Regions from separate parts of the Gossypium hirsutum genome. Here region 2 is linked to region 1. The links are chromatin contacts, called in public Hi-C maps. All regions are on one chromosome and are shown on one strand. Each heading gives the region's core, a stretch centred on a gene start, on an enhancer-like site or on the middle of the called end of the contact. The rest is flanking DNA. Distances are from core to core; before and after follow the strand shown. Region 1 has its middle 13 kb from the start of LOC107914956. Region 2 holds the start of LOC107914946 (membrane protein PM19L).

What was found. Hi-C and Micro-C count contacts between places; a contact is called where the count stands out from the background.
Region 2: a Hi-C map of leaf shows a contact between it and region 1, with 5 times the contacts expected there. The contact joins the promoter of LOC107914946 here to the enhancer-like site in region 1. A contact is called at or near these places in 15 of 34 Hi-C or Micro-C datasets (anther, callus, hypocotyl and 2 more).

The regions. Positions count from the first base shown.
Region 1 is chrD10:46,075,366-46,080,029 of Gossypium_hirsutum_v2.1, reverse strand. No RefSeq gene overlaps it. Among protein-coding and RNA genes, the nearest start is that of LOC107914956, 13 kb to the right of the region's middle. Within about 2 kb of position 2,984, at least 8 of the 9 cell types and tissues checked have an H3K27ac peak or open chromatin away from gene starts, as enhancers often do. A contact at or near this core is called in hypocotyl and leaf, where this site is marked.
Region 2 is chrD10:46,187,779-46,192,877 of Gossypium_hirsutum_v2.1, reverse strand. LOC107914946 (membrane protein PM19L) reads right to left here and starts at 1,747. Exons shown (of 3, transcript XM_016844016.2): 1 at 1,530-1,747; 2 at 1,276-1,453; 3 at 905-1,182. The coding sequence starts at 1,656. The coding sequence ends at 963. It overlaps LOC107914945 (haloacid dehalogenase-like hydrolase domain-containing protein At2g33255), which reads left to right. Exons shown (of 6, transcript XM_016844015.2): 6 at 92-410. It overlaps LOC121222232 (a long non-coding RNA gene), which reads left to right and starts at 4,080. Exons shown (of 2, transcript XR_005919412.1): 1 at 4,080-4,353; 2 at 4,642-4,852.

The DNA.
Region 1 (4,664 bases), core at 1,735-4,234:
CTTCACTTGCCTGAAGCCTTTCTCCCAAGCTAGTTGAATACCTTCAAGAACAGCTCGAGCCTCAATCTGAAAAGTATTTGCCATGCCAGTAGTCATCGTGAAGCCAATTAACCAACCCCCATTAGGACCCCTACTCGCTCCACCTACTGACGCCTTTAAACTACAATGGGAAACCGACCCATTCACATTAACCTTGACCCATCCACAAGCAGGAAGCTACCAATGTTTTTCCGTCATAGTCGAACAGGACCACTTCTCTAAATCCCCTTCAAGATTAAAGGATTTTGTCCATGCACTAGCCCAAGAGATAATATCTTTGTTATTTCCAAATATTCTTCGTAAATCCACAATCCCTTATCACGTGGATTGTAGACTCGACTACATTTCCACACAGTTCACAATAAGGTGAATGGGTCATGCCTCGCCTTACACGTTCTTCATTTGTCAATAGTCTGCCACGAATAAACAACCATAGAAACATTCTTACCCTTTGTGGAGTAGCAGTATTCCAAATCAGCTTCTCATTACCACTTTGACCTGATCTATCAAAACCAAATATGTTTTTATACGATTCTGCAACTGAAAATTTCCCAGTTGTCACCCATCGCCAAGAAATAAAATGGGGCCCTGCTAGCCCGCGAAGGTCCTTTACACGCCAAAATACCATTTATCGCATGTCGAGGAAGAACCGAATCTAGCCATTGCAAGTTCCATATGCTTTCCGATCTAACAACATCACATACACGAGTGGACTCATCCAAATTCCCTTGCCCAGTATAAAGGTACTTTAAAAGCCCCACATCTTTCAACCAAACATCATTCCAAAAATTAATCATTTGTTCATACCGTACCGTCCAGACGAGGCCTTTTTTAGCCTTATCCCAAACATGAGATAAAGAATATGATCCGGAATCAGCCCATGAATACGATATTTGTTACGTAAAACTCTAACCCAAAATGTGTCTGCACTTGTAATCAAATTAAATCCAAGTTTTAAGAGAAACGGTTCGCTCTGATCTTGCAACCGACGTATACCAAGACCCCCATTTACAAGTGGCTTACAACAGTCCTTCCAATTGACCAAAGATGGTTTGTGTCCTGAGGAAGAAGCCCCCCACAGGAAACCACGAGCTATTTTTTCTATTTCCTTACCAATTGTGGTTGGGATTCTGGCCGTTGTCATAAAATAATTAGGACTCGTCATTAAGACGGATTTCACCAACGTAAGCCGACCAACCAAGGAAAGGCTACGCATGTCCCGACCGGAGAGACGATTCTGAACTTAATCCAATATAAACTGGAAATTATTAACCCCCTAGATCCGTGACCATGGTAAACCCGAGTTTGATTCGAATGCTTTCAGCAGCTTCATCCAATACATTATTCGAAAAAAATAATTTTGTTTTCTGATAATTAATACAAGAATCTATTTAAGACACTCTGATTGCAAAATAAAACCAAATCATCACCGAAGAACATGTGGGATAATCCTGGCCCACGACGAGAAAGCATTAACGGTTCCCAAAGTTGCTTTTCTATGACCGACTCAATCAAATGTCCTAGAACAAAATTAAAGATACGGGGACAGTGGATCTCCTTGCCGTAGCCCTCTAAATGGAGTGAAGGACTTAGAGATAGAATCGTTCCATAGAAGTTGCATGGAAGCTGAAGTCACACACACTATGATCATATTTATCAACCTTTCCGGTAATCCAACGTCAGACAGGGTATCACAAAGAAAATCCCATCGAACCCTATCACAAGCCTTTTCGAGATCTACCGTCCTACTTTTGGTGTTTCTCATTGTGTCAATTGCCTCTTGGGAAATTATGATATTATCCGAGATATCCCGTGAAGGAACAAAACTTGACTGATTTTATTTCACCAAGATTTGCATAAGACTCCGGAGGCAGATTACAATTGTTTTTGTAATGATCTTGTACAGGGATAGTACACAGACTAATGGGTCAAAATTGACTCATTGTATCCGCACCACTCTTTTTCAGGGCAAGAACTAAAAGTGTTCGATTTAGGCTAGGATCCAACCTACCTTCACAAAAAACACCATCAACCAACTTGAAGATGCTATTACCTACGATATCCCAGTGAGACTGGTAAAATTTAGTATGTATCCCATCTATTCCAGGTGCCTTATGAGGGGCCATACTGAAAACAGATTGACGAACTTCCTCCATAATAATGTCGCTGTTAAGACTCTCCATAGATTCTTGGCTAATCTTCGGAAAATATCCCTTACTAGGAAATTCCTCAGTCGAATAATTGTCAACTATGTAAAGATTCGAAAAATGATCCACAGCATGATTTTTTAGAGATGTCGCATCATAACACTATTCAACCCCATCCATCTTCAAGGCTTCAATCCTATTCATTTTCCGCCTTTTTAAAGTACGATTGTGAAAGAAGAGAGTATTGCGATCACCGTTAGAAAGCCACTCACATCGGGATTTCTAGGCCCAAAAAAGCTCCTCCCGATTCAAAATAGACTCTATTTCACACTGAAGTTCTGTCTCCTTTTCCCTTGGTTGAGTAGAATTATACTTCTCCAAGGCACCTTGAACCCGTTTTAACTCCCCCAAAGCTTTTTTCTTCCTTGCAAAGATATTCCCAAAAATAGTTTTGTTCCAATCCTGAACCAAATTGATAAAGTTGCTCACGTTGTCCACAATATTACTTTCAACTCTCCAGGATTTTGTAACAACTTCCAGAAATTCTGGCTGGGTTAACCAGCTGGCCAGAAATCTATTAAAACTTCCAATTCATCCGTTGGCCGCTGTCCAAATATTTCCCCTCTTTCACCTTTCAAAACTATTTCTGGAAGCCTTCCCATTTCTCCTTCACCCAAAGAAATCCCTCTGTTTGTTGAAATCCATACATCCAAATTTCTTCTTTTGTCTAAACCATGTCCGACTGCTTGAAACGTCATTGGGACTGAGTTAGCTTCTCTCAATTTTGGATCCATTTTGGATCCATCATCAAATGGATTTTCCTTAGACCCAAGTGAAAGCCCATTTATATTAACAGGCAGTGTGTGAAGTTTTTGGTAGGCCATTTATAGTAATAGCTTTTCCCTTATTTTTTGCAAGTCCTGTCTTAAAAGTTTTTCTCAAACTCTAAACTCTAAACTTATTAAAAAAACATAAGAATTCTGTACAAGCTACATTTTCCTTGTAAAAAAAAATCAAACTACATTTGTACAAGATAATAATTATCAAACCATTGGTCAAAGACAATTTTTATATTCTATTTAAGCTAACCCAAAACAAAAAAAAATTAAAAGAAAATTTTTTTATCTAGAACTAGAATACATTGAGAAATCAAGTAAGATAACAAATGAAGAAGAAATTGACTATGACATTGTTAAAGAATATATCCAAGACATCATTTTATGGCATCATAAATAATTTGAGATATGACATGTAGTACAAACGATAAATAAGATACTACAAATTAATGTGCAAATGTCATGTCCGTAAAATAATTCCAAAAGAGGAGAAAAACAAACTGACAATGAAACACAACATAGGAAGAATTCAAAAACAAACTAGAAATGCATCACCTTGATTAAACCACAACACTATAAAACATGCCTATTTTTATGTAAAAAAGTTATTTAGAAATATTTAATATCGTTTATAGATATTTAACATGTTTAAGATATTTTGTTGGAAAAATTGTATTTTATGGGAATTTTGAGGCATATTCTTAATAGGTAAAGGTGGAGAGTTGAATTATAAAATTATGGTTTCATATTCTAATCCATGAGACTTTTACAACGGTATATCATATGCTCAAAATGGTTGAGTGATGAATGAGAAACTGATGCTCAAAGTAAGCTACTTGGAAATATTTGTTGAGGAAAAGTAAAAGCTTAGATCCCACATTGGTTAAATACCAAGTGTGAGATGTGTATATGTATGGGAACCCTCTTAAAAGATGATTGAATGACTAAGCTTGGAATCATGTCTCACGCGCAAGAGGTGCAAGTCCAAACTTGTTTGGGTTTGGGCACCCTTGCACGACGTGAGCGACGCAAAATGTCCGGACTGGTCGGGCCCAAAATGAGCTTGTGAATATTTTTAGCCCAACACAAAATCATTTTTCCTCAGCAGACATACAAAACTGTTTATAAAAGGACATTTATCTTATTTTATTTGATTCCAATCAATTTGATTTAATTTTAATTAAATTGATTTGTTGGCTCCTTTAATGGAAGATTTTGTGGAAATTTCCTAAATTCCACCATACTAAATGCCTATAAAAGACTATGAATTTTGAAGAATTTTTTTTAACACTGATATTCTCTCACACCGAATTTATTTTGCTCTCAAAATTCTTCTTTTCCAACGTTCCAGTGATAGAAAAAGACAATATTTGTTCGTTAATCGCTATAGAGGTGCTACTATTTTGATCGTTGTGTTGTTGTATCCTGGGAGACATTCGACCAACGTTTCTCAAAGTATCGTAGGAGTAGTCGAATCTGTCTTAAGGAAACTGGGTTAAACAGGCCTCAACATTTAGTAAATCTTTATTCTTCCTTTCGATTTCAACTTTTTGTTACGGTTTTTATTGGTTTACGTATTTAAAAATTTTAATATAGATTATTCTATTTATATTTTATTTTATATATAAATATGTATTTATTT
Region 2 (5,099 bases), core at 498-2,997, 110 kb before region 1:
TAACAGTTGAGGAACACTTGAAAAGTGGAAAACAGTAGTGGTAATTAAGGAACTGAACTTTGGTATAAGATGCTGCTTTGTTTATCTGTAGGGAGCAAAAAGAGAGATCTTTTGTAGCTGGATAACCAAGGGGTTTTGTGTGTTGTTGAACAAGGAGCATGCTGGTATGTATTTTATTCTTGGTACCTTTGTTGTTCATGTAGATGTTCTACTGTAAAGAAATATTAGGCAGAAAGTCCCTCTTTGTTAATCTTTTTTTCATTGGTGAATTCAATTATGTTAAAGAAGGAATATCTTTGTGAAATACCCATTACCCTCAAATGCTGATCCCCAACCAGAAAATTAGGAGTGTGAAAGCTGAATAAACCGAATAGACTTAATTTAGGTATTTATAGTTTTATTTTCTTTAATTTGTATTTTTCTTAAATTTGGTTTACTTTTAATTTTGTTTTATATTAAATTCTTTATAAAAAATTATTAAAAAATTTAAATCAAGTAATGTTTAATGAACTCAAAAAGGTACCTACCAAGATATATTTTCCATGGTCGCCATATATGATCATATTTTTTACTGCTCTTGACGAGTATATGTTTATTTAGATGTTTTATATATATTAATTATTAAAATATTGATGAATATTGTGGATTTAGACTTTTAATAAGATTAAGTTTTAATAATAAATATTTAAGTGTATGAAAATGGGTTGTGCAATTTATTCGGTCTGATTCACTTCGGTCGGGTTTTAGAATATCTTTTTTCACACCCCTACAGAAAATGCTGCCAAGTCTCATATTACAGGAGTTCTACACTCTCTCATCTACTTTCTAACCTGAATCATTAAGCAATACACACAACAGATACAAAGCAGCGAATAGCAACAAATATAGAAGGAACTTCAAAGAGTTCACAAAGCAAAACTACATTTTAAAAAAGGCAAGTTCCAGTTCAACACTATGGTACTTCAAACCCTAGACCCTGTTACAGCAGGGCCGCCCTTAGGCACCGGCTGGCCCTCATATTCGGTGTCTAGATACCCTGGTCCATACCTACTGCCAAATAGACCAGCATGGATCAAACAAACGTACAAGAGTTCGGTTAATGTGAGAATTATTATGAGAGCTTCAATTACTCTCAATCTCCACCCTCTCCACCCTCCTATATTTATATGCTTGCAAGCAAACCTGTCAAGGGAAAACAGTTGTTTTCAAAAATGAAAAATGGAGTAATTGGTCGAGTTCGATAAATACATAAAATGGGTAAAATGCGAAGTTCACCCAAAGGCTAATGCAGTCAAGGCCCAAGCTATTAACGAAGATGAACCAGCTTCAGCCAAACTATCACTTCTCCAAGACCTAATATGACCCCCTCCTGCTAACTTTGAAACTATGCCGGCTACAGCAGCCAAGATTGAGATTGTCAAGAAGAAACCGGTGGCTCCATTTCCACCCATACCTGAAACACTTCCCTCGGGTTAAAACCAAGCAACACAATGTTTTCTTTTAAACGTAACAATAGGGTTATCACTTACTTGGGTGAGCAGTTTGGCCATCGATAAACCTATTAAAACACCAGCTAGCGAATCCGAGCACAATGAAATACATGATCAAGTTGAGAAACAGCAATGGAGCTGCTATATTCCTTCCAACTGTAGCCATAGTTAAGTCAGATAGAACAGTTGAAGAAGCAGACAACCCAAGCAAATTTGCTGACTTGAGCCTAAAGATTTTGAGCAATGACAAGAGACTATGGCTATGGATGGTTAATCTAGGGGAAGTTATAAGGTGGATGGGATCTACGTGTAAAGCAGTGAGGCAATGCATGCAAACGCAGGGGAGTGGATACAGGTGGAAGGACACCTGTCGAAAATGGTGTTTACGTCTTACAGTGATCCTTGTCTTCTGGAATCTGGAAGCTTTAGAAATTCTGCTGACGGTGTTCATATCCAGTGTTTCTGAGAATGTATTATTAGTTTATTACCCAGCGTTTAATTTCCTCGGTTTCAAATTTCTTATTGTTCTATTAACCCAATGGGTGCATTTTCTAGAATTCCTAAATTTGTTTAAAAATTTAACTCTCTATATTTAATTACGTTAATATTATTATTTCAACTCAAATTAAATATTATTATTTATGAAATATTTGAATTTGAAAAATTTTCGTTGCATATTCAAATCAGTAAAAAATTTAATAAAATAATTAAATAACAATTCAAACAACTATACTTAACAATTTAAATATAAGGATTACAATTGACTGAGCCTTAACTCGATTGACATTGATATTTTTATTGTCGAAATCATTTTTTTGTATGGGCCGACCTTTATATTTAAAATGAAAACGGAAGTCGCCACCAATCTTTTTTTTATGAGGTGTAATCGGGTCACCTCGTAATTTGGTTATTTTAATAAAATATTTCGATTCATCAAAATAACGATTTTAGTCTACGGAATTCAAGAAAACGGGTTCGAGAGTCGGTTATGTGCGAGGAAGGATTAGCACCCTCGTCACGCCCAAAATTTGTACCTAATTGATTAATTAATGTCTTAAATGTCAAAAATTGAAAACTTCGAAAGAATTTGAAATACGATCCCTCCCTTTTATTAACGTTAATTTTAAAAAAAACGTTTGAATGAAGTTGAAACGAGCATCAATGGCCCACTCGTCCCGCGATAACAATATGTCACATCTCGTAAGTTAGGATGCGACACTTGAACCATTGAGAATAAACTTGCCTTTAATTTTTATTCAAAACTTAGGTATTTTAAATTTAGAAGGATGTTTAGTTGTTTAGATTGAACGAGAAAATCGAAACCCCGTAAGTTAGGGTACGACTTCTCGAATTTTTAAAAACGAAACATAGTCTTATTTTAAAATTTTCTTTTTTTGAATAATAGCGATTACAAAACCTAAACGATGTGTGCTATTTAGTTGAAATATAATAAAATAGCCCATTATGGATAAAGAAAAAAAAATTAAACGCGACCTTTGAAGTGGTTTTAATGATATGTGATGGAGTAATAATATACAACATGGAGTAATAATTTACGAATAAAATGTACACTAATGAATCACAATAACATGAAAATACGAATAAACGAATTATAATACACATAATGACAATAATCACACCACATGTCACTTTAATAACAATATTAACAATTAAAGAAAACGAAACAAAAAATATATAGAACAATTTGAAGTAAATAGTATAAAACAATTTAAAGTAACTAATATGTAAAACAAATTAAAATAAATAATAGACAAAGCAATTTAAAATAAATAACATATAAGACAATTTAAAATAATATATAAAAAGTTTAAAATAAATAATATGTAAAAAGAAGTTTAAAATAAATAATGTACTAAAAAGTTTTTTAAAAAATAAATGATATATATAAAAAACAATTCAAAATAAATAATATATATGACAGTTTAAAAATAAATAATATATAAAAAATTTAAAATGGATAATAGTTTGAAATAGTTTAAAATACATTATATGTGGAAAACTTAAAATAAATAATAAAAAAATAATTTAAAATAAATAATATATGAGAAAAAGGTTTAAAATAAATAAATAAATAACAAATTTGTGAAAATAAATTGAAATCAAACAGATTTGGGACTAAATCAGGACAAAAATGAAATTAAAGGTAAAAACTATAATAAAATAAATAAAGAAGGACCAAAATGAAAGGGCACGAAAGGGCAGAGGGCCAAATGGGTAAAAAAAACAACCCCTGGACACATGTCCATTTTCCAGCGCGTCAGTGGGCCCGGGACCCGATTGAAAAACAAACAAAATTCTGTGGTCAAATTAAAATAGAAAATAAGAAAAAAACCAAAGGGACTAAATTAAAAAAAATAGAAATGCGGAAGGGCTAGGGGTGTAAATAACCCATTGAACAAAAACACGCGGATCCCCCTTGGAGTGGGTTGGGTCACATGCGGATAGGCCCTAAATGGCGTCATTTGGGCATCTGTGGTTTGAGCCCAAAACGGCGCCGTTTTATATCCTTATAAAAATAAAATTGTTTTCCTTTTACTCATTTCTCCACTATTTTAAAAGAAATAAAATTCAAAGGGTTCCTCCTTTCTCTCAACCCTCTTTTTTATGCGCCCAAAGGCTGGCCATGAGGCCACCGCGCCTCCGCCGCGTCTCTACCGTAGACGGTGACTGGGGCTACCAAAAGTTTGGTTTTTCAATCTTTCTCAAACTCTTTTTTATTTGTTTTTTTAAAAACTTTTTGAAAACTAGATCTATGTTTTAAAATAAAACACACAACAAAAAAGGAATAGATCACGAAGGGTTGCCGGAGCTCTCCTCAGTGGTGAGGAAAAATGAATCGATGGTAAGCTCTTTCTTTTTATTCTATGTTTCTTTTATTAAAATAGATTCGTAAAAAAATAAAAAGGATAAATAGAAAACGAAAAACAAGAAAAGAATAAAAAGCAAACACCTTTTTAACTTCAATTCTGTTTCTTTTTTGATTTTCTATTGTGTGTTCGTAAAAAAATACAAAGAAATCGTCTTGGCTTTTATAGCCAATATTAAAACTTTTTACTTTTTTTTATCTTTTTGCGTTTGTTTTTACTGCTTGTTGGCGTGCCTTTTCTGTTGTTGCATTCAATTTCTCCAGGTGTCAGATGAGTGTGGTGATGGCGTGCGGTAGTAGTGGTGAGCGTGAGGAGGTTGGCGTGCATGGGAGGAGCGGCAGTTGAAGAGGGTTAGGGAGGCTAGGGTTTTCTTGTTTAGTTTAGGTGTTGGGCTGATTTGGGCTAGAGTTAAAATTGGGCTAGGGTTTTGGTAAAAACTTGGACTATAATGGACATGTAATTTTGGACTGTTTATTTATTGGTTTGGGTTTTTGTTTTATTTTGGTAATTTGGGCCCTGGCCAAAATTGGCCTATTACAATTATTAATGCAGGAGGATGTGGGTTTAAGTGCACTGAAATGCATTATTCTTCTATTTAAGGGTTGGAGATGAATTATAGATAATTTTAGACATAAAAAAATGATAACAACTAGTGTTTAATTTTTATAAACCACTCAAATGAAAATGTTATATTTCTGAAGCATTAAAATGGATCACCTCC